Regions from separate parts of the Mus musculus genome. Here all the other regions are linked to region 2. A link is a contact called in public Micro-C and promoter capture Hi-C data. All regions are on one chromosome and are shown on one strand. The core of a region is the stretch at or near the end of the contact, and the rest is flanking DNA. Distances in the headings are between cores, read along the strand shown.

Region 1 (6,350 bases), core at 2,556-5,055, 380 kb before region 2:
TCATAGAAAGGCCAGGAGCAAGCAGGGCTATTTTCATGACCATAGTGATTGCCTTTCACAAGGAAGGGCTTTCTTTAGTGGTGGGAAAGGGGCAAGAGGGCGCTTCTGAGCTCCTCTTCCCCCCCCCCCCCGCACCCCCCCCCCCCCAGACAGGGTTTCTCTATGTAGCCCTGGCTGTCCTGGAATTCACTCTGTAGACCAGGCTGGCCTCGAACTCAGAAATCCACTTGCCTCTGCCTCCCAAGTGCTGGGATTAAAGGTGAGCGCCACCACCGCCCGGCCCAGCTGAGCTCTTAATATTACATTTCTTGATCTGGGTACAGTATACAGGAATGTTATAATTTATGATCTGCACATGTGCACATATATTGCACACACACACACACACACACACACACACACACACACACACACACACAAACACTCCAAGAAAAGTTGATATTGCTGGGAATGTATATGTTTGTAACTCCAGCACTCAGGATTCAGAGGCAGGAAGAATTTTTTTTTTCCTTTTTTAGTATAGAATAGAGTTTATTTAGGGCATGGGAGGGGGAGTTGGGAAAGGAGGAGAGAGAGAGAGAGAGAGAGAGAGAGAGAGAGAGAGAGAGGAAGAGGAGGAGGAGGAGGGGAGGAGGGGGAGGAGAGGAGAGGAGAGGAGAAGAGAGGAGAGGAGAGGAGAGGCCGGCCATGAACACATGGAGCATGGAGAGAGGGGGAGGGGAATGGGGAGAGAGGGGTAAGAGGGTAAGAGAACAAGAGAGAAAAAGCAAGAAGATTCTTGTAAATTCAAGGCCAGGCAGGGCTACACAGCAAGAAGCTGTAGCCTGGGCAGGAGGAATGGACAAAGGAAGGGAGAGCGAGATGGAGATTTACTAAAACACTCCATGATTTAGATAAACAGAAGCTAGATTGGGAGACGACATTTGTGTTATTGCCGCTTGCCTCACAATCAGTCCAAAGCTTAGCAGCTGAGAACAACAAACACTTATTACCTCACAGTGTCTGAGGGCCAGGAATTTGGGAGACGATCAGGGTGTAGCTCCACTTAGGGTCTCTCTTGAGGTCACAGCTAACCCATTAGCCAGGGCTACAGTCATCTGAAAGCCTGACCGGGGCTGGAAGGTCCACACCCACAGCCCTGTGTTGTCCGCAAACTTGGGCTCTTGAGCCAGCTCGTCCTTGTGAGGGGCTCTCCACAGGCTGCTGAGTGTTCTCACCACAGGCTAGGGCCTAAGAAGGGAGCAGAAAGGATCAAGAGAGCCCTGCATGGAAGCCACAGGGTTTCTCACGGCCAGCTGTGGAAGAGTGTTAGCCCAATGCTTGCTCTCTGCTGTGGGAGCACAGTGAGGAAACACCAGCAGTCAGCGAGGGGGAGCCACCTTGCTGACTGGCTCCTAGAGAAGGTTTCATGTCTCATCTCTGTGACTAAATGCCTGACAGAAGCAATCTGAGGAAGACTCCTTTCCTTCCTCTCTCCCTCCTTTCCTTCCTCTCTCCCTCCTTTCCTTCCTCTCTCCCTCCTTTCCTTCCTCTCTCCCTCCTTTCCTTCCTCTCTCCCTCCTTTCCTTCCTCTCTCCCTCCTTTCCTTCCTCTCTCCCTCCTTTCCTTCCTCTCTCCCTCCTTTCCTTCCCCTCTCCCTCCTTTCCTTCCTCTCTCCCTCCTTTTGTGGGTGTGTAGAAATGTGTGTCACATGCGAGCCAATGATGGTGCCATACCAGAAGACACCGAAAGGGGGCGTCATATCCCCTGGCACTGGAATTACAGGCAGTTGTGATCCCCAGGAGTGGCTGCTGGAAACTGAATCCAAATCCTGTCGTGCTCCAGTCCCAGAAGTGACTTTTTTATTTTTTAATTTTTTTAGATTCAGGGGATTCAGTCCGTCATGGTGGTTGGGGGGGGGGGGGGGACGACGACGACGACGGGGAACAGGGCATCTGGAGTGGCTCAGCTGATGGGGTTCGGGTTCACCATGTTGTTTCTTATGCTAAGTAGATAAGGAAGCAGAGAGCCAGGGCTGGGCTATCAGATGCTGCCTCTCCTCTGCCAACCATGACTTGTATTGCAAAGACTCCCAAAGGCTACAAGCTGGGAACCCGGCATTCCAACACTCAAGCCTGTGGGAGGACATTTTTAATACAAACCATAATACTTCCACACCCATTTTTTTCTCTCTTAAATTACTAGGGGTATCTTTAGAAATTCTTAGGTCCTTAAACTTCCTGCCTCTCTGGTCCGCTGATGGGCTCAACTCTCCGACTGTTTTCCTGTCTAGTGAATCTTAGGCAGGACTTGCTGGAAGAGGAACAAATCCTCCCAAAGGGTATCTATGCTATGAAGATGTTTTTTTTCTGACCTGCAATCTCAGAAATTCTAGCTATCCTCTCTGTGCCTGGTACCTTATCTTAACTTGATCACCTGAAATGCTGCTGGGACAAACATACGTGCCATAACTGAAAGACGTTTTTCTGCTCAAACATAGGCACATTATCCCGACACCACAGTGGCTCACCCTCTTCTCTGCTTATTAGAATCCCCTGGGAAGCAGTTAAAGCTACAAATCCGCTAAGCCGGGTGTGTCTCTGTGCTCAGGACAGGCAGAGAGTCAGACAGGCAGAGCTCTGAGTATTTGGGCTAGCCTGGTCCATATAGCAAGTTCCAGGTGATCCAGCAGGTGGGACACAGCAAACCCCTATCTCAAAATAGAAACAAAATAACCAGGCCACCAAACAGAAAAGACAAAACAAAACCCAGTCCGTTTCCAGGTTTGCCAGATGACTGGAGTTTCAGAGCTGTTCTGCTCTTGCAGAAAGTGGAATCTGGTTTCTAGCACTCATGTCTGGTGGTTCACAGCTACCTGAAACTCTAGTTGGAAGGGAACTGACACCGCCTTGGACAGCGCACACATGTGCACAATTGAACCTCCTCCTGGAAACGTATACACACAATTAACTGGAAAAAAAATTGAAACACTAATTCCTGAATTCCCCTGAAGATCCACTGCTTCAGACCATCCAGAGACAGGCTCCCTAAATCTGCATTTTGAACATACTAAGAGCTGGGGAGATGGCTCAGCGAATGGAAGTGAGTGCTGAGCAGCCATGTAGACCTGAGTTCTGACTTTTGTATATATGCAGTGATGATGGTGATCAAGCCAGGTGTAGCTCCATGTGTTTGTGACCCCACTGCTGCATGGGTGGCAGACAGGAGGCTTGCTAAGGCTTACTGACCAGCTAGCTCAGGTGAAAAAGGCCAGAGCCAGGTTTAGTGAGAGACACTATCTCAAGAAAAGTGCCATATGACAGAAGAGGACATTGACAGTCTTCCTTTGGTTTAAAATGACGTACATGCACACACACACCAGAAAAGAGGGACTGAAAGAGTTGCCCCCACATCTAACAGTTGGTCCTGTGGTGGCGGCTGGAAACTATGGGCACACAGTTTTAGTATGTGGCTTTCACCACCTTCTTGGAGGGTCAGTTTCCACTCAGGGGAAGCTTTTTGCTCACAAGAGCCTGTTTCCTTTCCACTGCCATCTGACAGTGTGCTGAGTGAGCCAGGCTCCTCCACTTCTTTACACACCTCCATCTTCTGATGCCCCCAATCTTTGGTTCCCACTGTGTCAGCCATGAACTCGGAGTAGCCTGTCAGCACCACAGGCTTGTGGTCCGACCTGCAGAATTGACTTTATCTCCTGGGCCTTAGACTCCACTAAGAGGCCCAGTGACTCCTGGATAAGAGGACACATGGCCATCTTTTGACACAGCCAGGAAATCTCCCCACCCCCACAGGCAATGAAAGAACACAATGCCTTGTAGAGTCGCCTCTTGAGCATTCCAAGATTACAATGGATTGCACGAGCCAGGAGACTTCTCTCCTATGGGAAAACATTCAAGGCATGTGAAAACTCTTAAAAGCAAAATTTAAAAAACAAGTCCTTGTTTTTTCATACACTCCTAGGGCAAATATGTACTAGGCATCTCTGATCATAGCTATTTCCATTTTCTCACCCACTCCAGCCACAGTGACTCCAGTGGTTCTTGTAACAGGCACTATTGCTGGGCTAAGGAATCTGTACTTAGCTGCTCTTTCTGCCTAGAACATTCTCACCCAGGTATTTGCTTGGCCAATTTCCTCACCTCCCTCATGTCTCTAGGGGAACAAAACTGATACAATGAATACTGCATATCTTACAATACATTTTAACAAAACTGATACAATGAATACTGCCTATCCTACAATACATTTTATCAGATTGGCTTACGTGTATAGACTGGGCAGGCCCACAATGGTGGAAGGGTCTAAGGACCCAGCCACTGCTCAGCTCATGAGGCTGGATGACTGACTCAGAGTCCCATACTAGTCCTGAAGTCTAGAGGATTCCTGGAGAGCTGTTGGTCTTCATTCCACATTGGATACAAAAGTAACTTGGCTGGGATATACTGTAGCCCAGTGGGAGAGATGCAGGCATCAGCCACAAGCTAAAGCAGCCAATCAAGGAACTGCTTTTCCTCCTGGACCTTGTTATACTTGGCCGGTCTCTGGGGAAAGAGCTTCCCTCTTTGGTTAATTCTTCCCTGAAATGTGCTCCCAGACCTACCCAGAGGTATGTCTTTTAGTTAACTCCAGATCCAGTCAAGTTGACAGTCAAGATTAACCCTCACATCCAGCAACCAGCTTTCCTTTCTGAGCCTGCCCTACCGGTTTTTTTTTTTTCTTTCCAGTACCATTTTTACCTCTTACAACTTCCCAAATGATTTACCTTTAAGTGTGATTTTATTTTAATTTGCTACATAATAAGGATACATGTTTGCAGGATACAGTGACTGACTCTTTAGTCCATGTATGTATGGGCAATGATGGGGCAGTGGGCGCCTCTCTCACCTCAATCATCATTCTTTATGCTGAGAACATAGGAAATCTCCCTTGAAGCTGGAGAGATGGCTCAGTAGGTAGAGGGTTTCCTGTGCAAACATAAGGCTTAGAGTTTGAATCCCCAGCATCCAAATAAGGACTGGGTAGACATGGTGGCCTGGCTGTGACCCCAGATTGATTGTGGACCACTTGTTCCCCAATGGACAGTGCTACTTCGGGAAAGTTCTAGAAACTTTACACTGTAGAGCCTAGTTAGAACAACAGGTCACTGGGAAGAACCTTTGAAGGTTACATCTGGCCCACCACCTTTTCACAGTTGGCTCTGCTTTCTCTCCACTCTGATGTATGTGGCTCCTGCCACTGTGGTATTCTGCCTCTCCTTGGACCCAGGTTCAATGGAGGCAGGAACTTAACAGTCTGAAACCATGAGCCAAAATAGATCTCTGTCTGTCTTTTTAAATTGTTTTCTTGTATGCTTTGGACAGAGCATTGCAAAGAAACTAATGCAGACTGGACACAGACTTAGAGGTCAAAGGTATTTTCATGGCAACTGTACTACCTTGAGACAAGAGTGTTGGGTGGGGTGTCTCGGCTAAAACAAGCAGAGAAGGGGGGAAGAAAGACCCGGATTGTGCTGTTGTAAGGTAGTTCAATCAGAGAACACATGGACACACTTAAAGGTGAATAGAAAACCTGTGTTGCCTGCCATTAGCAATCTCCAACTAGGCTATACAGTATAAAGTTTCCAGAACTTCCCCAAATCATGTAGCTCCAAGCCTCATTGTACTTTTATGCACAAAAATCACATCCTTGGCAGGGACAGTTAGTGAGAAGAAAAACTAGAGAAGCCAAAAATCAAGGTTAGAGCATTTATGGCTTTTCTCAGATCCTGGAACCATAGTCCAGGTCTTTGATGCATTAGGTCTTTGTTCCCATTTTATAGACGTTGAGGTCTACTTGCTAGGTCCCAAGGTCAGAATGGTATCTCCAACAGTATCTAATCAGTTCCCAGGAGCCTGGTGTGCTGGTGTTGGTTTTTGCCTATTTGACACAAACCTGGATGTATGGAAGAGGAAACCTCAGATGAGGAGCTGCTTCCGTCAGATTGGCCTGCAGGCATGTCTGTGGGGCCATTTTCTTGACTGACAATCGATGGAGGAGACCCCAGTCCACTGTGGGCAGTGCCCACCTAGGAAGGTGGAGCCAGACTGTGTAAGCAAGGTAGCTGAGTGAGCCAGGGGGAGCAAGAGAGTGAGTCAGGAAGCAGCTTTCCTCTGTGGTCTGTGCTTTAGCTCCTGCCTTTAGCTTCTTATTTTGAATCACCGCCTTGGCATTCCTTGGATGAGCTCTAAGCAGAAAGACAGAATTAACCCTTTCATCCCCAACTTTCATTTTGGTCGTGCCATTTACCATAGCAACAGAAACCAATCTAGGACCCCCTAGCTTCTTTCAAGCACAGAGAATATGTATGGCTTCAC
Region 2 (6,498 bases), core at 2,894-5,393:
CTCAATCAGAAACGCGATCTGAGACACTTTCTGCAAACTTGTGTGTGCCTTCCCCTTGCTGGGTAAGACTGATTTCTCTGCAGCCAGCTATGTGGACTACAACTGACTCCAATGCAAAGCAGTGCCAAAAAAAGTTCCATTAAAGCTGGTGGAAGAAGGAAATGCCGGTGGGGGTGGCGGGAGAGAAAAAACAGGAACGCTGTGAAACATGAGACACGGTTTGCAGAGCTGGAGGGTGAGAAGGGATCTCCTGTACAGGGCATCATCTCTCAGGGCCAAGCGGCTGCGAAGATTAGGGTTCAGGCCAGAGCAGAGTGTGGGAAATCAGTTGCGCTAATGGCGAGATGGTTTCCAGCGAGGTGGGGACAGGCAAGCAGAGCTCCAGAAAGTCACTTTGGCTGCCAGGACAGTCTGAGTGAGCCATCACTGCAATGACCAGAGCACAGGGACCTGAGGGGAACCGGGGCCGGACAGGCATCAGTACTCTTTCCTATAGAGGAGCCGCAAGACAGTCTGTGCAGTCGTGAGCGAGAGAATTTAGGGGTTCGCAAGACCAAAACCTCAGCGCCAGCCACAGTCCTCCCTCGTCTCCTTTGTATTTTCAAATTATTCCCTCCATTTGGATCTTTTAAAAAAACTTTTTGTAATTTATTTCATTTTCCTTTTGTATCTTTGCTGCTTTCCAACTTTTTTTTCCTAAGAAGTCACTGAGTTGGTTGTGGTGCCCCCGTCTCTCCCTATCACCTACTTGGGGCCACAGACACACATTCTCTGAGACAGACATACACCCGTCACTCAGACACAGCCCCCTGAGAGTGCCCCGAAGTCCAAGCTCACATCCCTTGGGCAGCAGGTGGAGCCCTGTCCTATGCGCAGCCCAAGGCAGGTGAAGATTTTTGTTTGTTTTGTTTTGCTTTGTTTGGGGGTGAGGAAAGGGGTAGGAGTGGGGTTGAAATGGAGCGACGTCATTTTCTCGTTGTTTTTTCGAATCGCGATCATTTTAGGCCTTCGATGAAAAAAAAAAAAAAAGCCACTGACAGCAGCGACACTAGCCTTGGGTCTACCCACTCGCCCACTCGCCAGCCCGGGCCCCGGGCTCGCCCGCCGCCGCCGCAGATCGCAGATCAGAACATACTGCTCTTCACTAAGGCGGCTTTGGCACCGTTGGGTCTTTGGAGCGAAGATAAGACGCTGGCGAAGGGCCCCCCAAGAGAATCTGGGATGGAGGTGATGGGGCCCGGGCCAGGAGCCCAGCCTTGTCCGGGGCCTCCGGCCGCAGCCAGGCCTCCCGCCGCCGCAGCCGCAGCCGCCGCTGCAGCCGCTGCAGCTGCAGCAGCAGCCGCAGCCGCACCGCCCTTGCCGGGTTCGCCTCCCGGGCCCCCCGGGCCCGCCGCCCCCGGAGCTCCGGCTGGGCTGGGCCCTCCGCCACCGCCGCCATTTGCCCCACAGCTGGGGGTCGGGTTGGGGTTGGGTCCCGGGCCCCCAGTGCTGTCGGGATCAGTGCTCTTGGCCTCTTTGCTCTCGTCGTCCCGGGAGGAGTCAGACTTCTTCCCGGAGGAGCCGTTTTTGGCGGCGGCGGCAGCAGCGGCGGCTGCGCGCTCCTGCTTGCGAAACTTAGCCCGGCGGTTCTGGAACCACACCTGCCAAAGAGAGGGCAGGCGATTGAACCGGTGAACAAAACCAGAAACCAAAGTGGCGCTCGAGACCCACTCTGTTTCTCACACACACACACACACACACACACACACACACACACACACACACACACACTTCGCTGTATGAATGGACCATTGAGACACTACAGAGCAGAGTCCGACAAGTCTGCCCTTCTCGCTGCTACTGCCTTTGCTGAGAAACTTTCCTAGGACCCAAACGAAAGTGCCAAAGAAATGACACCGTAAGGGACAAGTACAAAGATAGCAGGAAGGCCCTAAAAGTGAAGCCTTTTTCTTTTTCTTTTTCTTTTTCTTTTTCTTTTTCTTTTTCTTTTTCTTTTTCTTTTTCTTTTTCTTTTTCTTTTTCTCTTTCTTTCTTTCGTTCTTTCTTTCTTTTTTTTTTTTTCCGTACTCTTAAACGGGCGTCTCACCTACTTCTAGGCTTCTCAGGTCTAATGGTGGAAGGAGGGTGCCTTTCGCTTTGGTGACACAACGGATCCACTGGCCATCCACAGAGGAACCTTCTTAGTGCTCACCGACCTTATACCCAGCTAGGGGGACCAGCTCCAGAAAGCACCTTTGCTCCCAATTGGTTAGCTATAGTAAGGTGCGGGTTTCTGACTCTAATGGAGTAACAACCCCTTCGTGAATCTATTTCAAGTCCTGGTTACTAGGAAATTACTCCTTGCGCCAGGGGCACTAGATTTTTTAAGGGCGCTTGAGTTAAGAGGCACTGTGGGCAAACGAATCACGCAATTAAGCTGACATAGATACAGGTAGAGGATGCAATCTTCCTCTCACGGGACACTTCTCTCCAAAAAAGCCTTGTTCGTTCAAACTCCCAAACCCCTGCTTTGGTGGGAAACACTGCAGTTGTGAATAAATTACCTAGAGTCTGTGTCCTAGCCCCCACCCCCCATCCCCGCTCGTGCGCATAACACTCCAAATCCCATTTCTGTGACGGGCCTGGGTCCCTTTGGAACCGTAAGCGTCAGCACCCACCCCCTCACTGCTGCTGCGGCACTCGGTCTCCCGTACCTGGACTCTCGCCTCGGTGAGGTCGATCTTCAGTGCTAGCTCTTCCCTGGTGTAGATGTCAGGGTAGTGCGTCTCAGCGAAGACCCTCTCCAACTCTTTGAGCTGCGCGCTTGTGAAGGTGGTGCGGATGCGCCGCTGCTTGCGTTTCTCGTTGAGGCCGCCGTGGTCGGTGAAGAGTTTGTATGGAACTAGAGGATGACAGAGGAGACTAGAGTGAGCAAAACAGTCAGGATGTGAAGGGCCACTGAACCAGAACGCGGGGACCAAGGTCAGATAGCCCGGGAGCCGCTACAGACACCAGGCACTTCTAGAAGGAGGTTTTAGTTACGGCGACCTGCCAAGAAAACCCAGCAAATTAGTATCATACAGAAACAGGGGCGCGAGTGTAACTTTGTGCCTGTTTTTGTGGCCCAAGTGCCTTTGGGTGAGATGAAATAGCAAGTTGGAGAGTGTTTGAGGCCCCAAATGGAGGATAGTTCATTCAGCAGGAAAACAGTCCAAAACCATCATTAGTTGGAATATCAGAAAGCCAGGAACGAAGTTAACCACTCACGCCCACTGTTGCAACTTTTCAATTCTCAGAACTTGATACCGCAAAGTTGGGGGATAGTGCTGTAAAGAAAACCAATAAATTCAAGAAATGATCATAAAAATGACCGGCCAAAGAGGTGTGAGCCGCTGTCGGTTCTTTTAAAAAAAGAGACACCGCCAGTAATGAGCTTTACTCTTTGTTATTTAATTATTTTCTAAGCTTTACGTCTCATCGCAAAGTAAATAAATTATGCCTATCATTTTGGCAGCTTAAGATAATTTTGTTGGCGGTTCGGGTGTGACTAGGATAGTGTAACCCTGTAAGTGAATTACCCCTCCCTGCAATCGCTTCTAACGTGATAAATTCTTTCATTTGTGTAAGCAAATTTCGTTTGGTAAATACTAAACACATTTCCATTTTCAAATGCAATCAAGGCTTCCTATATACGAGCGGAAAGGCAGCTTCTTCCGCTGAGAGAGCTAGCGGTCCTTACCTGCGGCGTACGGACTGCTCTGGTGGTCCCTGAGGGTGCCCAGGCTGCAGGATCCCGGCGTGAGGGACGGGCAACCGGACGTGGCCCCAAAAGTGGTCCTTATCGGGTTATACTGGAAGCCACTGGCCTGGCTGCAGGAACTGAAGTCTGCATATGCTGAAGCCAAGCTGGAGGTATCCATCCCGGCCATACAGGACTCGTAGGCAGAGGAATTGAGGTAAGAATATTCCATTTTATACATTGAAAAGGTTCTGGATGGCTCAGCCAAGTGGAAAAATGAAATAAAAGATGGATGTGGAGACGGTGGCTGGAGTGGGGAGATGTGCACTGCTCAACGCCTGCCTCCACACTGGCCTCCTTACTACCAGCCGAGCCTAGTTTTATGAAAAAGCCTCCTGTGAGATGCCTTGTCTGAGGTCTCTAGAGTATATAGTCCTCATAATAAACTTGGCTCTTTCCACTTGGACAATAGCAAAGCGGTTGGTCTTATTGCTGGCGCTTTTTACATGACAATAACTCATCCGTCTATTGGGCTGGCACTGGGGAACTGAGCTGTCCAACCTCCCTATCATTGATTCCTGCATCTCTAATTAGAATTTAATACCACACCATTACGCACCGAGCCCCTGATCCTCCCTTCTAACCAGCTCCTGCCCTTTAATTCAATCACGCTACTTGGAAATAATGAAAGTTGGGTGACGATTTTCCCTGATCCAATTTCCAAGAGCTTTTAAGCCTTTTTAACTGATCATATACCTTAGGCATAAATTGAGATAGTGTGTTTCCCCCCTTCTTCGTCCTTTTTTTTTTTTTTTTCTTGGTTAGGGAGAAGAAACCTTGATGTCATAGAAAACCTGTTTTGTAAGAGTGTTACACGCTCAATTTAACAACAAGCCTTCCCCCGAAGTGCATGAAATGCTATAAAGGACTGGGACATTGGCAAGACTCAGGCGCCCTGTAACATAGCGTAAGTGGGCCAAAGGGTTTTATGTGAACGATAAGAATAAGCGGATTTCTTTAAAATACACCTAGTCCAAGGGGTTGGAAAAAATAGCATCTTATCAATTGTGTTTCTCCTCGAAGCTTAATGTGCTTTCCAAAGACGTGGGCAGACAGCCCCTTTACAAGAGTAAAATAAACAACCGAGTAAAGCTCTCAAAGGTGAAACATCTGGATTTCCTACTGAACGTTTCTCTGCGCTTAGCAGTGCTGTGTCTGCCTGCGTTAGTTCAGATTTGCATCGGCGTGTATGAAACTTCCCGTGGTGGAGGTTCGTTTTAATCACTCGCTAGCTACCAAGCCCAGCACGAAATGTACCCAAATGGGGGTCTCCTTTTCCAGCCCTTTGCTCTCGCACTCTCTTTCGCGTCCCAATCCCCTCCAGACTTGGAGTTTCCCAAAGAGGATCGCTGCCTGTTTGCCCTTTAGGTTTTTGGACTTCACGGAGCAATTTAAGCAAACAAGGCAACGGCTCGAAGCAGCGCACTTTCCTAGTTCGATTCCTCGGGCTCTTGGGTCCTGGCAACAAGGCGCAGACAAAGAAGCCAGCCGTGATTTGTGGACCTCCTTGGCCCTATGATTTAAGCGGAGGGTAATTTTCATTTGGTTCGTTAGACTCTAGCAGAATAAAGGGAAATATTTCATTAAATCCTTCCTCTCGGTGGACAAGAGGGGGGAAATGCTTAGTTGAATCGCCGTGCGGTGTAAACAAACCCTGGATATTTTATATGAATTAAATGTGTAGATAATTAGTTTTATTGCATTCATTACCCCCTTTATGTGCTCTGTAACAAGTCAGTAATTAAAGTAACAAACTCATAAAGTCTTTATAGGGGCATTTAGGCGTTCAGTGTTTGCCAAACTAAGTGGTTTAATTCGATGCTAGTGCTGGGGAGTGGATGGGCGCCCGCTCTCCACTGCCACCCTACTTTATTGCACACTAAACCGCTGCAGACGCTGTAATGGATTAAACCCACAGCGACACCGGCCCCCAGCCTTTTCAGCCTCGGCCCAGGTGTTTGCGCATCCTCTGTACGGAAGAGCGCTGAACTGGCGAGTTCAGGCAAGGAGACCCAGCGAGGAAGCTGGTGATAGTTTTATGGGGAGAGCTGATAGTTTTATTGCAGTTGTACGCTGTACAATGCGTATTTGATAAAGAAGGGCCCTTGGTGAGCAACGTGCACTTTTTTTGTGCACGAGGGTAAGATGAAAATAAATGCGTTCAAGGTTTGACTGCGGCGGGAAACAAATTGCAACACTCTAAATGGTTTTTCTTTATGGTCACCAGACAAGAGGAGAAAAGGGGATACAAACATCTGTCTTCAGTCCCTGAACCTAAAGGCCAGCAAAGACGGATGCGAATCCAAGGGTTATTACTGCGCGAATTTGTCTTTATTTATCGCTCCCTCATGAATATGAATCTGCATCTGGACCGGGAGGTGCCTGTGTACCCCACGGATCCACATGGAATTTCCCTCGCTGGTTTTCTCCCACTGCCTTCCACTTCAGAGAGGTGGGGGGGTAAGCCAACAAGCACAAGGCGCTGATTGTCCAAGTTTCTCCGTTCCCTGGGAGTTAGGGCTGAGGCCAGAAAGGAGGGCAGAGTCGTTGGTTTTTCTCAAAGGGATGTTTTAGCTCAGGCCAGCGCTCTGACGATGCCAAAGCGCAGGGTTTAGACCAGGTTAGGCCAGATTAACACCGGCCAGCCTGCGCCTGGTTGAGACGGGCTTTAAGTGGTTTTTTTTTTTTTTTTTTTTTTTTTCTTGCAGGAGAGACATTTA
Region 3 (7,356 bases), core at 110-2,609, 360 kb after region 2:
CAGGTTGTTACTCTTCCAATCACCCGCAGCCACCAGGCTATAATTCACTTGCTCCATGAAGCCTCCCACCTCCCACCACTTCTGCCAACTTGGACCTTAGCGAAAAAAATAAACCTTTCTCTTTCTATCCCCAGCTTCCCAGCCTTCCTCCCTCCCCTCTTCTACATCATCCTGTCCCCTGTTACCTAAGCTTCACCCTTCCCTACCTGTCACCCCTCAAACACCTCCTGTTAGCCAATCTTTTTTTAGCAGTTGCTCCAATGTCTGTCTTCATTGTCAAACCTCTAAAAGGACCCTGATCTTTCCCCAACAGCAGTCATCACTTTTTTTAACATAAAGAAGAAAAGAATTTTCTTTTCTTCTTTTTAAAGATTTATTTATTTATTTTATGTATTTGAATGCTCTGTCTGTATGTACACCTGTGCCCCAAAGAGGGCATCAGGTCCCATCACAGATGGCTGTAAGCCACTAGATCCTGGAATGGAACTCAGGAGTTCTGAAAAAGCAGCCAGCGCTCTTAACCGGGGAGCCGTCTCTCCAGCCTCTAATCTTACTTTTCTACTCATGTGAATTCATTTCTCACAGCCAAAGAAACAGAACCTCTTTTGGTAACTTTAAACAGGAAAGGAATTGATCAGAAGGCTGTCCCACTAAAAGTGGGCACCACTACCACCTGGCTAAAGTTTTTAATACTTTATATTTGACATCTTAATATCTTGAGTGTTATGTGCTGAAGAATTTGGTTTTGTTTTCTAATTAACCAAGAGCTAACTTTTAAAAAGACCATTTGTTTATTTAGAGAGAGCTTGACTTATTTAGAGTGAGCATACCATGGTGCCAGTATTGATGTCAGAGAACAAGTTGTGAGAGTTGAATCTCTCCCTCCAATGTGTGGGTCCTAGGGATCGAACTAAGGTCTTCAGGCTTGATGGCAAGACCCTTACCTGCTGAGCCATCTCGTCCATCCTAGTTGACCAATTTCTGAACATTTTTTCACCTTTTGAAATAATCTTTATTTCCTCTTTTTGTGATTCTCAGCTCAAACTACATGAAAATTTCAATCAATTTGAAAAAAAGAAAAAAAAAAGAAGAAGAAGAAGAAAAAGGCTGTTCCATAACTCAGAGGGGGCAAGGGCTGGGATTCTTGCCCCATGGCAGGAGCTGAGAGCAAGGTAGCTTGAAAGACAAATGTCTTCCTTAGCCTTGACCTTTGGGGGCTGTAAGTGCTACTGTTTGCTGAAGGTTTAGAGGGCATGGCTTTCCCGGAGGAATTACGTAGCTGGGGGAGGGACTTTAAAGAGTGACACTACTAGTTTGCTCTTCACTATTTGTACTCGCGATTCCGGAATGTGACTTCTCAGCTTCCTTTTCCGGTTGCCATCCTTGCCATCCGCTGTCATGCCTCTCCACCGCCACGCTTCCCCATCATTATGGAGATGGACTTGTCCTGGAACCATAAGCCAAATAAAGCCTTCCTTCTGTAAGTTTCCTTGGGAAGCTGAGCTCAGGTGCTCCGTCAGCAGGTCTGGCGAAGCCACAGCCCCGGGGGCCGGGCCCTGCCCGCTGGCGCTCCCTCCACTCACGACCTTGCCTTGTCCCCCTGATCCTCCATTCTTTAATGTCTTTTCTGGGGCTTCTTCAGCCTCTTCCCTTGTGTTGGATGGAGCTGATGCAGAGGCCATGGAGAGGTGTTGCCTCAGCCTGTTTTCCTATAGAACCCAGAACCACCTATGCAGGGGTGACCCCACTCACAATTTGCTGGGTCCTTCTACATCAATCACCAATGAGGAAAGTGCCGTACAGGCTTGCCTACAGTTTGATCTTCTAGAGGCATTGCCTCAAAGGCTCCCCCTTCTCCAGTGACTCTAACCTGTGTACAGTTGACATAAAACTAGCCAGCCTAGTATTACATCCAGCTAGTTGTACATGCGAAGCCTTAAAACATATATGTTGGAGGCATCTCAAGGTTGGTGTTATACTAAAGCAGTGGTCCTTTATCTGTGGGTCAAGATCCTTTGGGAGTTCAATAACCTTTTCACAGGGGTCGCCTAAGACACAAATATTTACATTACATTTCATAACAGTAGCAACATTAAGGCTATAAAGTAGAAATGAAATCATTTTATGATGCAGGGGGGGATCACCACAGTAAAAGGAACTATATTAAAGTGTTGCAGATTTAGGAAGGTTGAGAAGCAGTGTACTAGAGGGTATGATACTGCCATTGGAGGTTATGAAATCATCTCATAGTATCCTCCTATTTCCACAGCGAAATGCACCATGGGGTTGAGTTCAATTAGCAGTCTTGCCCAAGCTCAGGTTTTCCTACCAAATGCGTTAGGGAAACTTGGCTTACAGAGCTCTCTGGGTTTCAGAATTAGGGATTAAGGATCATAAACCTTACCTTATGATGACGTTCTCAGGATACCTCCACACAAGTTAGGGAGTACAAGTGATGGGTACAGTTGTTTAGACATAATTGGTAAAGAGCTCTTTTAGGCAAAACACAGATAGCGTTATCAGTTGCTTCAAGGGACCTCCTGTGGGTTTTGGAGAGTTGAGCCATGATGTCAGGGTGGAGGACATTCAGCTGTGTCATTTGTCACAGCAGAGGATGTGCCCCTCTTGTCACACTAAGTCTCACTCAGGTTATATCCAGGCTTCTAGACTGAGACACCCAGACAGTGTCCTGGAAGGAATCCAGGGGCCATAGACTCCTTGGGAGATGGGAAAGCTATTATTGTATTCTCATAGCCGTTTGATGTGTCCTTTTCGAGCATCTTCTCTTTGCAAAATATTATAAATTCCATCTGCATAAGCTTTTATTGTTTATCTAATGTTTCAGACACATGGGCCATTTTTACAACCCTGAAAGGAAGGTGCAGTAAATATTGTCATCCTGGTCTGACTGCTGAGGAAGCAAAGTGTTATGGAGGTTAAGAGTCACTTTAAGGCACAGAAGCAGTTGATAAGAGACAAAAAGCCAGTTCTCTCTTCTGTGGCGTGCATGTTAGAGGTCTGTGCTTTGCGAAAACAAGAGAGGAATGCATGCTTTAAACCCATAACAGTAATCTGTTTTGCAGATTATAGCCCGACATCAGATGCGATTGAAGTGGCTTTAGCAAATGTCTTCTCATAGAGCCTGCTCAGCCTAGGGTAGTTAATCAGATGTTTCATGGGATAAAGGGCTGCCACGTGCCTTGCCTGCTGTCCTGAATCCTTCTCAATACCTGCATGACCAAGGATTTATTCTTAATGGCTGAAAGGCAGGCTGATGGCCCTCTCTGGGAATTAGCATCCTTGTCCAAAGTTGCATTGATTTAGAGAGACAGCCCACACTCAGTGTTCGATAAGGGGACAAAAAAGCCCAGTTCCTCTGCCTGAACTGGGGATACCTCTGAAGGAGCATCCCTGCCTCAGACCCTCTGAGGGGCTGGCTGAGTGGACAGTATAATTTTGCTACAGCCTCTCCCTCCTCCTCCTTTTACCTCCTGTGAAAACTATGTCCAAGCCCAGCTCTGCACCTCAGAGTCCACTTGCTGGAAATGTGGAATGAAGAATGAGGACTCAGAGAGAAGTGGAAAGGCAGTACCTGACAGGCCTTAATCTATGAGGAGAGACTCAACTTTGTGGTCATTTGTCTTTAGTCATTAATAAGAGAACAGAAAATGACCTCCCTCTTGGATTTCACTGCGACTTTTCACTGACCGAGAGCACCCTAACATTTGCTATTTCCATTTATTTACTAATGTCCTCTGTCCCTTTAATTTATTTCCAAATTTGAACAGCCAAGTCTGCTTGAACCAATATTGCAACTGAAATTTGTCGAAGGCCGAGGCATTTGCTGAAACAGGAAATGGAGAACATTACAGCAGAGTGGAGCCCTTTTGGTAATGATGCATGGGGCTGAAATGATGTGAAGGGGAAACCATTTAACCATGTAAATTGAACAAAGGAGAGTTTCATAATAATGACCCCAGGCCCTAGCATGCTGGAGAATAAAAAGGTAGGTATCAGAATGAGGTCATCCCAGCACACGTGGCATCGATCTAGGGTTTGTCAACCTGGTTTGAGTCTCAGCCAGAGCGTAAGTTAGTTTTTTCTCTGCAGTCCTTTTACTCCTTGGAGGGTGAGAGAAAACAAAACAAAACAAAACAAAAAAAAAACAACAAAACCTCATGAGGTGGTTCTAAGCAAGAGCTATTTTAAGGGAGGAGGATTTTGACAAAAAGTTGATGACTTAATTTGAATCAGTTTTCAGGTCGGAGCTGTTGTGTTTGTAAAGAAAAGGAAGCAGAGAACAGGCTGGCACTGGTATCATTATTTCCCCCTTCCTGAATATTTCCTACCAAGCAACTGCTTTGGAAATAACAAAATGATTTCACTATGGAAAAAATGCCGAGAAAAGAATCCGGGGCTGTCTGATTGGCTAATAATGAACATAAAGGACGTCGTGCTTGTTGAATGGCAGATTGAAATCCGGTGTGTATTCATGCAGATCTTATGGGGGTGGTATTGGATTGGGCCACAAATTAGTGCTGGCATTAATGAGATGGAAGCTGTAAAATACGGAGTTCCAATAACCATGATCTCTGATAAGATCCAACTGAAAGCACCCAGACCATTCAGACAAGTTCTGCGTGAGAGCTGTGCAATAAACAACAGAGACATTCAAAATGGGGAGGAAACAGGATATGTAACCGACTGAGCTGGTATGGGTGAAAACGGCATTAGTGTGCAGCGAGTGACAGACACGGGCTTGCAGAGAATAATGATTTGTAGACACAGACACCATTTAGATGCAAGGCAAGCCATCAGAGAGGAGGCGTATGCCTACAACATGGTAGGGAAGTTTGTCCAAATCAGGCATTGCTCTGTGTCACTGCCGCTCCTGCTGCCACAGCCACGAATGCTCCTTCCGTGTGGTGTAAGTCCTGATGGTTTGTAGTACCCATTTACCTATGTTATCTATTTGCTCTCACAACATTTCTATGTGACTAGTAGAATGCCTGTGCTCCGTTATGTCATGATTTCCACGACCACGGGAAGTGTAGTCTTGTTCCTTGTACGAGGCACCTCCTCTTCCTGTTGACTGCTTGTGAATTCTCCTATGTAATTTATTTCAAAGAGCATTGCTGGGCGGCAAAATGAGGTCTACAGGGCAAATAGAGCAAATACATGGTTGTGGCAGCATTAGATAAGCCTATTAATATTAAGATGATTGAACAAAGGCACCGCCTAACATGTCTTAGTACTTAGATGCCATCTTAATTCTTGGATAACCTTAGTCTGCATAGCTTATTCCAGTCATTGTCCTTGTGTTTCCTACTGAAATAGGCTAGTTGGTGAGAACGTCTGTCTAGTTGGTGAGAACGTCTGTCCATTTTTACTGAACCTGCTGACTTCCCAGAGTTCCATTGGTGGCTTTCTGGATTGCCTTAGGTCTTGCTTCAGGACAACGGAATGGTATATCTCCTATGGGTCCCCTTAAGCTTATCTTTTGCTCATTTGCTGTCCCTCTAAGGAAACCTTGGGTCATGATAACTGTTTCTTATTTTGGTGGTTTGTATACGAATGGCATCCAGAGACTCGTGTGTTTATTCACGTGTTTGGCCCCTAGGGAGTGACATTGTTAGGAAGTGTGGCCCAGGGACATTGTCACTGTGGAGGCAACTCTGAGGTCTCATATGCTTAAGCTAGGCCTAGTGTGGCATTTACTTCTTCTGCCTGTGGATCAAGATGTAGAGCTCTCAGCTCCTTCTCTAGCATCTTGGCTGCCTGTATGCCTCCTGCCATGATGATAAAACATTAAACTTATGAAACTGTTAGCCAGCTTGAGTTAAATGTTTTCCTTTATTAGAGTTGCCATGGTCATAGTGTCTCTTCAAAGCAGTAGAAACCCTAACTAAGACGCTTAAACCCACAACTTGCTGTTCAAGGCACACATAGTGTTGTCCATATTTCTTTGCAGTGTTGCTATAGGACATGGGAGAAATTACTCTTTCTCCTGATGCTTGCCACCTTGATTTTCAGTACTCTAATTTTTTATACAGACTATGCTTAGTAAATGTTGAAATAAATGAGCCACCTTGTGTTCTATATTTATACAGGGAGCAATAAAACAAAAAGAAGTTATATTTACAATCTCAGACTGATAAAAATTTATAGCTAAGAAGACCCACAGAGATTAACTGGGCCTGCTTACCCTATTCCACCGTTTGCATTGAGGAGAGACAGAAATCAGAGGTCAATGGACTTTCCCAGGATGCAATAGTTCGTGAGTAGTTTACTAAAGATGAATTCTGGGCTATGGTCAGTGTCTGGCTTCTCACATGTTTTCCTAAAGGATACAGGCAATAGTCAATCTTTTCTGTCAGGCTTCTTATTTGTATTGCTTTCTTTATTATTTATTTATTTGTTTGTTTGTTTGTTTTTATTAGGTATTTTCTTTATATATGTTTCAAATGCTATTCCAAAAGTTCCCTATACCCTCCCTCCACCCTGCTCCCCTACTCACCCACTCCCGCTTCTTGGCCCTGGTATTCCCCTGTATTGGGGCATATAAAGTTTGCAATACCAAGGGGCCTCTCTTCCCATCTTTTGCTACATATGCAGCTAGAGATACGAGTTCTGGGGGCTACTGATGTTCATATTGTTGTTCCACCTATAGGGCTGCAGACCCCTTCAGCTCCTTGGGTGCTTTCTCTAGCTCCTCCATTGGGGGCCCTGTGTTCCATCTTATAGCTGACTGTGAGCATCCACTTCTGTATTTGCCAGGCACTGGCATAGCCTCATATGAGACAGCTATAACAGGGTTCCTTCAGCAAAATCTTTCTGGCATTGTGCAATAGTGTCCGGGTTTGGCGGCTGATTATGGGATGGTGCCTGCATCGGTACTGAGAATTTAAGAGACTGTATGTATCAAGGCTGCAAGGCACCCTAAGCTGGCTGCCACCGAATCAGACTCTAAAGGTCAGAAGGGGTCCTGAAGCCATCATGATCTGAAGTTTAACTCTCTATCTCTGATGTCCTGACAAGCAATCGCATTATTGGAACATTCCTGTCTCTGTCTTTGGATGGAGCTGACTCTGGAGATTTGACAAAAGTTCATCATCCTGGATCCTTCATTGCAGAGTCTGAGTCCAGCTTTCTGGAGATGCTCAGAACAACTGGATTCCTGGCGTCTATCAGTCCCAATATGTTCCCCGTGTGTGATGGTTTGAATAAGAGTGGCCCTCATAGGCTCCTGAATTTGCATGCTTGGTCATCATGGAGTGGCATTATATGAGAGGGATTAGGAGGTATGGCCTTGTTGGCATAGGTACAGCCTTATTGGAGAATGGGTGTGACTGGGAG
Region 4 (6,790 bases), core at 2,757-5,256, 350 kb before region 2:
ACCCAGTAGCTGGGCAGAAGAGAGAATAGGGTAGGATGTCCACCAGTGGAGGGGAGGGAGAGAGAGAGAGAGAGAGAGAGAGAGAGAGAGACAGACAGACAGAGAGAGAGAGAGAGAGAGAGAGAGAGAGAGGCAGAGAGAGAGATAGACAGAGAGAGAGACAGAGAGAGAGACAGAGAGAGACAGAGAGACAGAGAGAGACACAGAGAGACAAAGAGACAGAGAGACAGAAAATGCAGCCAGGAGGATGGGGGATTTGGAACCATGAGGAAGGGGTCCTCCGCAGAGCAATTGTGGAAACACATCTGAAGCCCAAAGAGTCAGACGGATAATAATAAGCAAGTATCACGGGATGGGGCTGGGAGGTAGCTATATTAGCATAGGAGGTTAAGGTAGATCATTTAACTGTTCAGCTATTGAGGTATACCTTGAAATAAATCTTGGTTTTTCTGTGTGTTTCTGGGGAGCTAGTATAAGGTGAAGAAATACAACCACCGGATGATGCACTGCTCACATTTATATTGAAGATAATTCTTCTACACCTGGGGCCTTGTGCATGCTAAGCACATGCTCTACCACTGAGCTGGACATGCTAAGTACATGCTCTACCACTGAGCTGGACATGCTAAGTACATGCTCTACCACTGAGCTGGACATGCTAAGTACGTGCTCTACCACTGAGCTGGACATGCTAAGTACATGCTCTACCACTGAGCTGGACATGCTAAGTACATGCTCTACCGCTGAACTGCAGCTCCAACCCTTTGTTATTTTCAGGTCCTGCTATGTAGTCCAGGCTTGCCTCAATATGTATCTCAGGCTGTTCCCAAACGTGCAGTCCCTGTGACTTAGCCTTCCTGATGCTAGGATTATGGATGGGCACTATCCTACTGACTTGGTCAAGAGTCTAAATACTCACTTAGACGTGCCATCTAGGTCACCGGATTCCTTTCCCTCTCCTTCAGTTAAAGCCCATGCTGACAGTTCAATGTCAGTGCACTGGAGTTGTTTTATGAGCTCTTGTGTTTATGTTGGTGTCTTTCTTCCTGCAGACAAGGTCCATTCTCTTTGGAGTGCATTCCCTTAGCTCTTTGCCGCTAGTGACCCTCTTGAGCTCTGGGTTGGCATATCTTCCCCTCCCTCTGTTTTGGATGGCAGGATGCAAGGGTCAACTGGCCTGTATTTAGCACTAACTAGGGACTAAATGATTCTGTCTTTTTTGTATTTAGTCACCATGATGCTGCTGGATGGCTTGAGGCACTAATGTAAGGTGGTCTGAACAGGGGTGGAAAGGAAGTTGATCATGCTGTTATAGCAGGCCTAGAGAAAGGCTGTCTGAGTCTATGTCCTAGCTTCCTCATGTCCCCGGATTTCTCATATCAATGGGAACAGGACTAGAATAAAGTTTGGGTTGGTTACCTATTTGTATTGCAATGAGACCTATGCTTTGCTCCATTCAAATGCCATATAAGTAGTTTTCAAAGTTTATACACTGTAAGTCATCTGGCTCCCAAACAGAGAACTGTGTTTCAAGCCTGTTTTGGGTTATATCTCTGTGTTATAGTGGCAGAATTCTACCCAAACTGAATTCAGACTATTAACAGATGACAGATTTAGCTATGGTAAATACCTGCCTACCTCTAGTCACCCTCAATGACCTCTTACCAGCAGCCATTCAGAGAGATAGATCCACTGGCTTTGTGTCAATCAAGAACATTGTATTGCATAAAAGTTTCCTCTGAGATTGCAATATTACATCCTGCAGGGAAGCTCTTTAAGCAGGAAGGTAACCAACTCAAAGTAGCTTCAGGAAGTCCCTGAAACTGACCAGATTCACCAGGCCCTGACCTGACAGAGTAAGCAATAAACACTGAGTATCCCCTAAGAAGAGCAGAGCCAAGCAACAAAGAAGACTCTCCAACAAGCTGAGCTGCAAAGAAGAATCAGACCAGACCAGCTGCCTAGAAGAAGCAAGGGCCAGCAGAGCTGCCTGGAAGAAGTTTAGACCAACTGAGGCACCTGGAAAGGGTACTCTTCACCCGTTGAGCTTCCTGCAGGCTGTGCTGTGAGCTCCAGGTTCCCAGCTTTGTGAGCTGTCACCCATGCTGGGGTGAGCTTTAGTGATGCAGTTGTCTTTGAGTCCTTTCTGCGACTGTAAGTAACGTCTCACCCACGTTCCTCTAAGTAACCCAATGAAACTCATTGTTCACCAAGTTGGACTTGTATCTCATCTGCCACAGGATCCATGCCTAGTGTAAGTAGACATGTGGGTTGTGTCTTCCCAGGAAAGGTTTGTCACAACACCCTGAGCTTACTGAGCCACAGATGAAGTGACTGAGCAAAACTAAGGGGTGATAGAAGGAAGTGGGCAAAGGTGGGAAACCAGGGGGGTTTAGCATTCCTGGGCCTGAAGGGAGGAATGGGTCAAGAGGAGACAGGACCCAAGGAAAGAAGACATATGTTGCTTTAGAGTGGTGGTGTCAGTCAATCCTCAGGGAGACACCAGCGTAAATACCCAGTTTCCTTCTCCACTTGTCCCTCCTCCAGGCCTCTCCCAGCATGCTTGCCTCCCAAATGCACTGGTGCAGCCATTTCAAGAGCAACATGAGCAGCTTATTAAAAATCAACTGGCACCTTCTCTCCTCAACACAGGCCATCTCTTACCAGATAGCTCATTCTACAACATCTTTTGATTCCCATGTTTATTGTCTGCTCCCCAGTGTGAATATCGGTATTGTGAATATCTAGAGAAATACATACAGAGAACGGTGTCTCATATAGCTCAAGTTGGCTTGTGCAATGGATGACTTTGAATTTCTGATCTTCTGCTTGCACCTAGTGAGTGCTGGGATTATGAGCTTGTACTTCCAAGGACATGACGCTGGGGACAGAAAGCAGGGTGAGCTGCATGCTGGGTAAGCGTTCTACCAACTGAGCTATATCCCAGTCTAAGTGTACGTATCTTGAAGGCAAGTTCTTAGAATTGTGTCTTGCTGTGATGAAACACCATTATCAAAGCAACGGGGGAGGAAAGGGTATTGGCTTACATTTCCCTATCTCGCTGTTCCTAATCAAAGGAAATTAGGACAGGAATTCAAGCAGGGCAGGAGCTGATGCAGAGGCCATAGAAGGGTGCTGCTTGCTAGCTTGCTCTTCATGGCTTGCACAGCCTACTTTCTTATAGAATCCAGGACCACCAGCCTAGGGATGGTGCCACCCACAATGGGCTAGGCTCTCCCTCGCATTTTCTCAGTTAAGGTTCCCTTGTTTCAGATAATTCTAACATGTGTCAACTTGACATAAAACTAACCAGCACACATTTTAGGAGTTTTTGTTTGTTTGTTTGTTTGTTTGTTTTTGTTTTATCCCTCCCTGCCCCCACCCCACCCCCCATTCCCAATCCGGCAGTCCTAGGTTCCTAGCTTGGTGGTTGGAGAATAATAAGAGCTGAATAAATCCTGTGAATGAGTCAACAGGCTAAGGCCCAGGTAGCTTGCGGGGAGTCCCTCCCCTTTTAACAGAAAGATCTGGCGGTTGCCTTGTGAACACCTTAGAGTGCTGGGTCCGGAGCTGCAGCTCTAGGCCTCAGGTCTGTAGCTGGGAGGGACAGCAGGTGCCAGTCAGTCCTCCAGTTCTGCCGCAGTAGTGCTGTTTCCCCGCCCAGCTTCACCCAAGGTGCAGCTCGACCTGCTACCCAAAGTAGCCGGCCGGAGGCAGGACAAGCGGGGTGGCGGGCCGTGTTCCTCCCACGGTCCTTGCATGAGCCCGGGAAGGACGCCCGGAGCTCCTGGCAGGTTATTTTTAGTTGGGGGAGGGGACGAAGCGGCGGGCCCGGGCGCCACTGGCTGAGGTGGCCACGGTGTCCTCCGGCAGTGCGCGCCGCTGTCCTCCGGGACCTGCGCTCGGTGGGGGCGGGGAAGGCGGCTGGAGAGCGCGGCGGGCGGGAAGGGGCGGAGAGCGCGCTCCTGCGGAGGAGGCTGTGCTCATCCCGGCGGCCGAGCGCTCCAGTACTCGCCGGGCTTCGCAGATGGCTTGCCCCGCTCTCGGTCTGGAAGTCCTTCAACCCCTGCAGCCCGAACCACCTCCGGAGCCTGCCTTCGCCGAGGCACAGAAGTGGATCGAGGTAGGTGCCGCCACCGGCGGGCGGCCTTGCAGGGGCGCCCCAAGCTGCTGCCCCGAGAGCAGCGACCTCAGGTCCAGCCTTCCCCCACTTTCGTGGCCAGCTTCCCCAGGTCATCCTCCGCGGCCTTCGGAAGACTGAGATCCCTTGGCGTTGGGGCTCTGGGATGGTGGGCGTGAACAGGGGGGACACTGCGGTCTAGCTGTGCGCCCAGGGGCAAGAGGCTGTCCCCTGCGCCTTCATCCCTGCTGCCTGCGGAGCTCGCAATCTCCGCTTGGTTTGCAAGTGCTGCTACGGAAAGCGCAGTGCGAGCCGTAGCGCTGCAAAGGCTACAGGGGCTCGAGCTTCCAGAGCCCTTTGCGGGAGCCGCATTTCGGGGTGTCCCGCTCACTGCTCCACATTCCCTTGGCCTCTCTCTTCTCCCTTCCGGAGCAGAGTTGGCAGTATCACCACTGAGGCTCATACCCATCCAAGCCTCTTGGCTGTGTTCTGGCACCCGTTCAGGTGCAAGGTTGGCGCAGAGCACAGCGTAGGGGGGAACCTGCAAGACCTAGTTGTGAGTGCGCTATCCGTAGACACGCTGCCCAGCTATCGGTTGTCCCAGAGACCGCAGGGTGGGCTGCAGCAGGCCCCGTACCGGGCCAGGTTGGCACATTTCACTTCTTAAATGACTCGGTGGAAGGCCAAGGAAATCACTGGAGCTCTCGGCTCAGTCCAGGAAGCGCTCGCTGGGTGATCCTGATTCATGATGTCTATCTGCAGGTGCAGCTCAGTAGCCCTGCTATTCTGAAACAATCCGGTCTTTGGGTTCAGGACGCGTGGAGGGCGAGAGTGGGAGAGGTGATTTGTGATCCACTCTTGGAATTCCTATGAACCACCTTTTAAAATGCCTTGTAGAAGAGGAATTTGGCTAAATGGCGCGCAACCCCCTTGGCCTGAGAGTTCAAAGGAGGATGTGTGCAGCTAAGTCGTGACCAAGCAAGAATACGCTTCAGAGAACTCAGATGGTCGCTTAGCGACCCCATCCCCACCCTTGGGACAGCCCAGGTCTCCAATGTTGGTAGGGTGATAGAACTATAGGGCTGTATATTTAAACCTGCTGGGTTGCCTGCAGAGGCTATTGCTGGAAGGCTCAGCCACAGGCCGCCACCTTTCAGGGTCAACCAGCTTCATGGATGCAAAAAAGCTCCTTAGCGTTTGGAGCCATCTATTTAAAAACGGAACTAAGGAAACAATATATACCAGGCACCATTACTAAAAGTCAGGGCTGGCTTGTCTCTTGTAACTACCAGATGTAACTTACTACCAGATGAGAAAACGACGTTAGCCTCTTATTTTTGATGGAAGGCTTATTTTGATGGAAGGCTTGGAGCATGACAGGTGTTCTCTCTGAGTTTGGGGCTCACAGGCTCACTGGAGACAGTAGTGGAGAGTTGTGTGACAGCTTCTTTCAACTTCTTGAATTTTTTGGGGGGGAAATTAGCCTCTGTTTTCTCATAGGCACGTGATTTATTCCCAGTTTCTTTGATAGTAACTGATAGTAATTTATAGTAATATTGACATACATGTCCTGCCTTTAAAAGTGCATTGTGGTATAAACTCCATGCAGGATAGAATGCAAATCTGAATCTCACATCTCTGTGAATTTTGGAATATGTACACATATTTATTACATCTCCCCATAGATCAAAATATATAAAGATTTTTTTTTCCTGTTGGTATTTCAGGCTAAACATTACACAGTGTAGAACATTAGCTTTCATATCAGCTTGAGGAAAGGAAGAGACAGTTTAAGAAAGCAGAGCCGGGTTAAGCGCTAAACACAGTTTAGAATGGCTCTTGATACTTTGCCCTTTAAACCAGTCAAAGACAGTGAAAACCCAAATGGTGTGTGTGTGGCTTTAGGACCAGGCTGCCAGGCACGCTGCGTGTGCATAATTGAAGTGGCCTATCTCCTTTCCTCAGTGGAGTTGGATTTCATCAAAAGGGGAGTTTCCTCTCCTAAGCCCAGGCTGGGTAAAAAGGTGTGTGTGTGTGTGTGTGTGTGTGTGTGTGCATTGGGGGAGTGCTCAACACTCCCCCCCCTTTCCCCTTCCCATTCTTGAAATGTAAATGCCACGTTTGCAAACTGGGAGCCGGGGGCCATAACAGATGGTTTTGCACACAGTTGCCCACTGAACAAAGATTCCTGGGCTAATACAGCAATAATGTGTTTCTTAGTGTGAGCCGCTTCCCGTGGGGATTCTTATCAGGAGACAATCGCATCTCCCCTTAGGGGCCCATTGTCTCTGGCAACATCCTCATTGGGGAGGGCTTTGTTTTTCGGTTTTGTTCCATTGGTGATTAAATTTCCCACAGGCCTTTTTCATTTTTTTCTTTCTGTGCAGTCAGGAATTTTTCTGAAAAAAAAAAAAACCCACCAAAATGTTCCCTTGGGTGCAGCAGGTTAATAAATAAACTTTGCTACTACTCTGCATCTTTAGTTCTGGGCTTCTTTGAGTTGGTCTGTCTAGAGAATTTACATTCTTAATAAGGCTCACAGAGCAAGCTTCCGGACACAGGTTCTTAGCAAGGAATTTCTCAGCCTGTAGCCTTGACTGTTTGAAGACCGTCTTACTGGGCAGGAAATATGGCTCAGAAGCCAGGCTCCTACCTCCCCCAACACCAGCT

Evidence for each region. Promoter capture Hi-C pulls out the DNA fragments that hold promoters and counts their contacts. A called contact is a pair of places that touch in the nucleus more often than the background predicts.
Region 1: a contact with region 2 is called in a promoter capture Hi-C map of trophoblast stem cells, with 2.7 times the contacts expected there. The contact joins the enhancer-like site here to the promoter of Phox2b in region 2. A contact is called at or near these places in 16 of 39 promoter capture datasets (the 3T3-L1 cell line, 3T3-L1-derived adipocytes, the C10 cell line and 9 more), 5 of 484 Hi-C or Micro-C datasets (B cells, the HL-1 cell line, cortical neurons and 1 more), 8 of 115 datasets of contacts at active chromatin or transcription factors (embryonic basal ganglia, embryonic forebrain, embryonic stem cells and 2 more) and 1 of 9 other capture datasets (embryonic stem cells).
Region 3: a contact with region 2 is called in a promoter capture Hi-C map of stem cell-derived epiblast-like cells, with 3 times the contacts expected there. The contact joins the promoter of C330024D21Rik here to the promoter of Phox2b in region 2. A contact is called at or near these places in 4 of 39 promoter capture datasets (embryonic stem cells, hippocampal neurons, liver and 1 more).
Region 4: a Micro-C map of embryonic stem cells shows a contact between it and region 2, with 3 times the contacts expected there. The contact joins the promoter of Limch1 here to the promoter of Phox2b in region 2. A contact is called at or near these places in 4 of 39 promoter capture datasets (the 3T3-L1 cell line, cranial neural crest and embryonic stem cells), 9 of 484 Hi-C or Micro-C datasets (all in embryonic stem cells), 7 of 115 datasets of contacts at active chromatin or transcription factors (embryonic basal ganglia, embryonic stem cells and stem cell-derived neural progenitor cells) and 2 of 9 other capture datasets (embryonic stem cells and pancreatic islet).

The regions. Positions count from the first base shown.
Region 1 is chr5:66,711,941-66,718,290 of GRCm38.p6, forward strand. No RefSeq gene overlaps it. Among named protein-coding and RNA genes, the nearest start is that of Limch1, 31 kb to the right of the region's middle. Within about 2 kb of position 3,806, at least 7 of the 459 cell types and tissues checked have an H3K27ac peak or open chromatin away from gene starts, as enhancers often do. A contact at or near this core is called in trophoblast stem cells, where this site is marked.
Region 2 is chr5:67,094,983-67,101,480 of GRCm38.p6, forward strand. It overlaps Phox2b (paired-like homeobox 2b), which reads right to left and starts at 4,144. Exons shown (of 3, transcript NM_008888.3): 1 at 3,719-4,144; 2 at 2,694-2,881; 3 at 1-1,640. The coding sequence starts at 3,959. The coding sequence ends at 1,125. Gm33167 (predicted gene, 33167) reads left to right here and starts at 3,698. Exons shown (of 4, transcript NR_166599.1): 1 at 3,698-3,935.
Region 3 is chr5:67,462,539-67,469,894 of GRCm38.p6, forward strand. It overlaps C330024D21Rik (RIKEN cDNA C330024D21 gene), which reads left to right and starts at 1,360. Exons shown (of 8, transcript NR_110363.1): 1 at 1,360-1,480; 2 at 3,789-3,890; 3 at 4,255-4,482; 4 at 5,338-5,466; 5 at 6,111-6,277. RefSeq lists a cis regulatory region at 876-1,938.
Region 4 is chr5:66,741,883-66,748,672 of GRCm38.p6, forward strand. It overlaps Limch1 (LIM and calponin homology domains 1), which reads left to right and starts at 4,007. Exons shown (of 26, transcript NM_001001980.3): 1 at 4,007-4,123. The coding sequence starts at 4,028.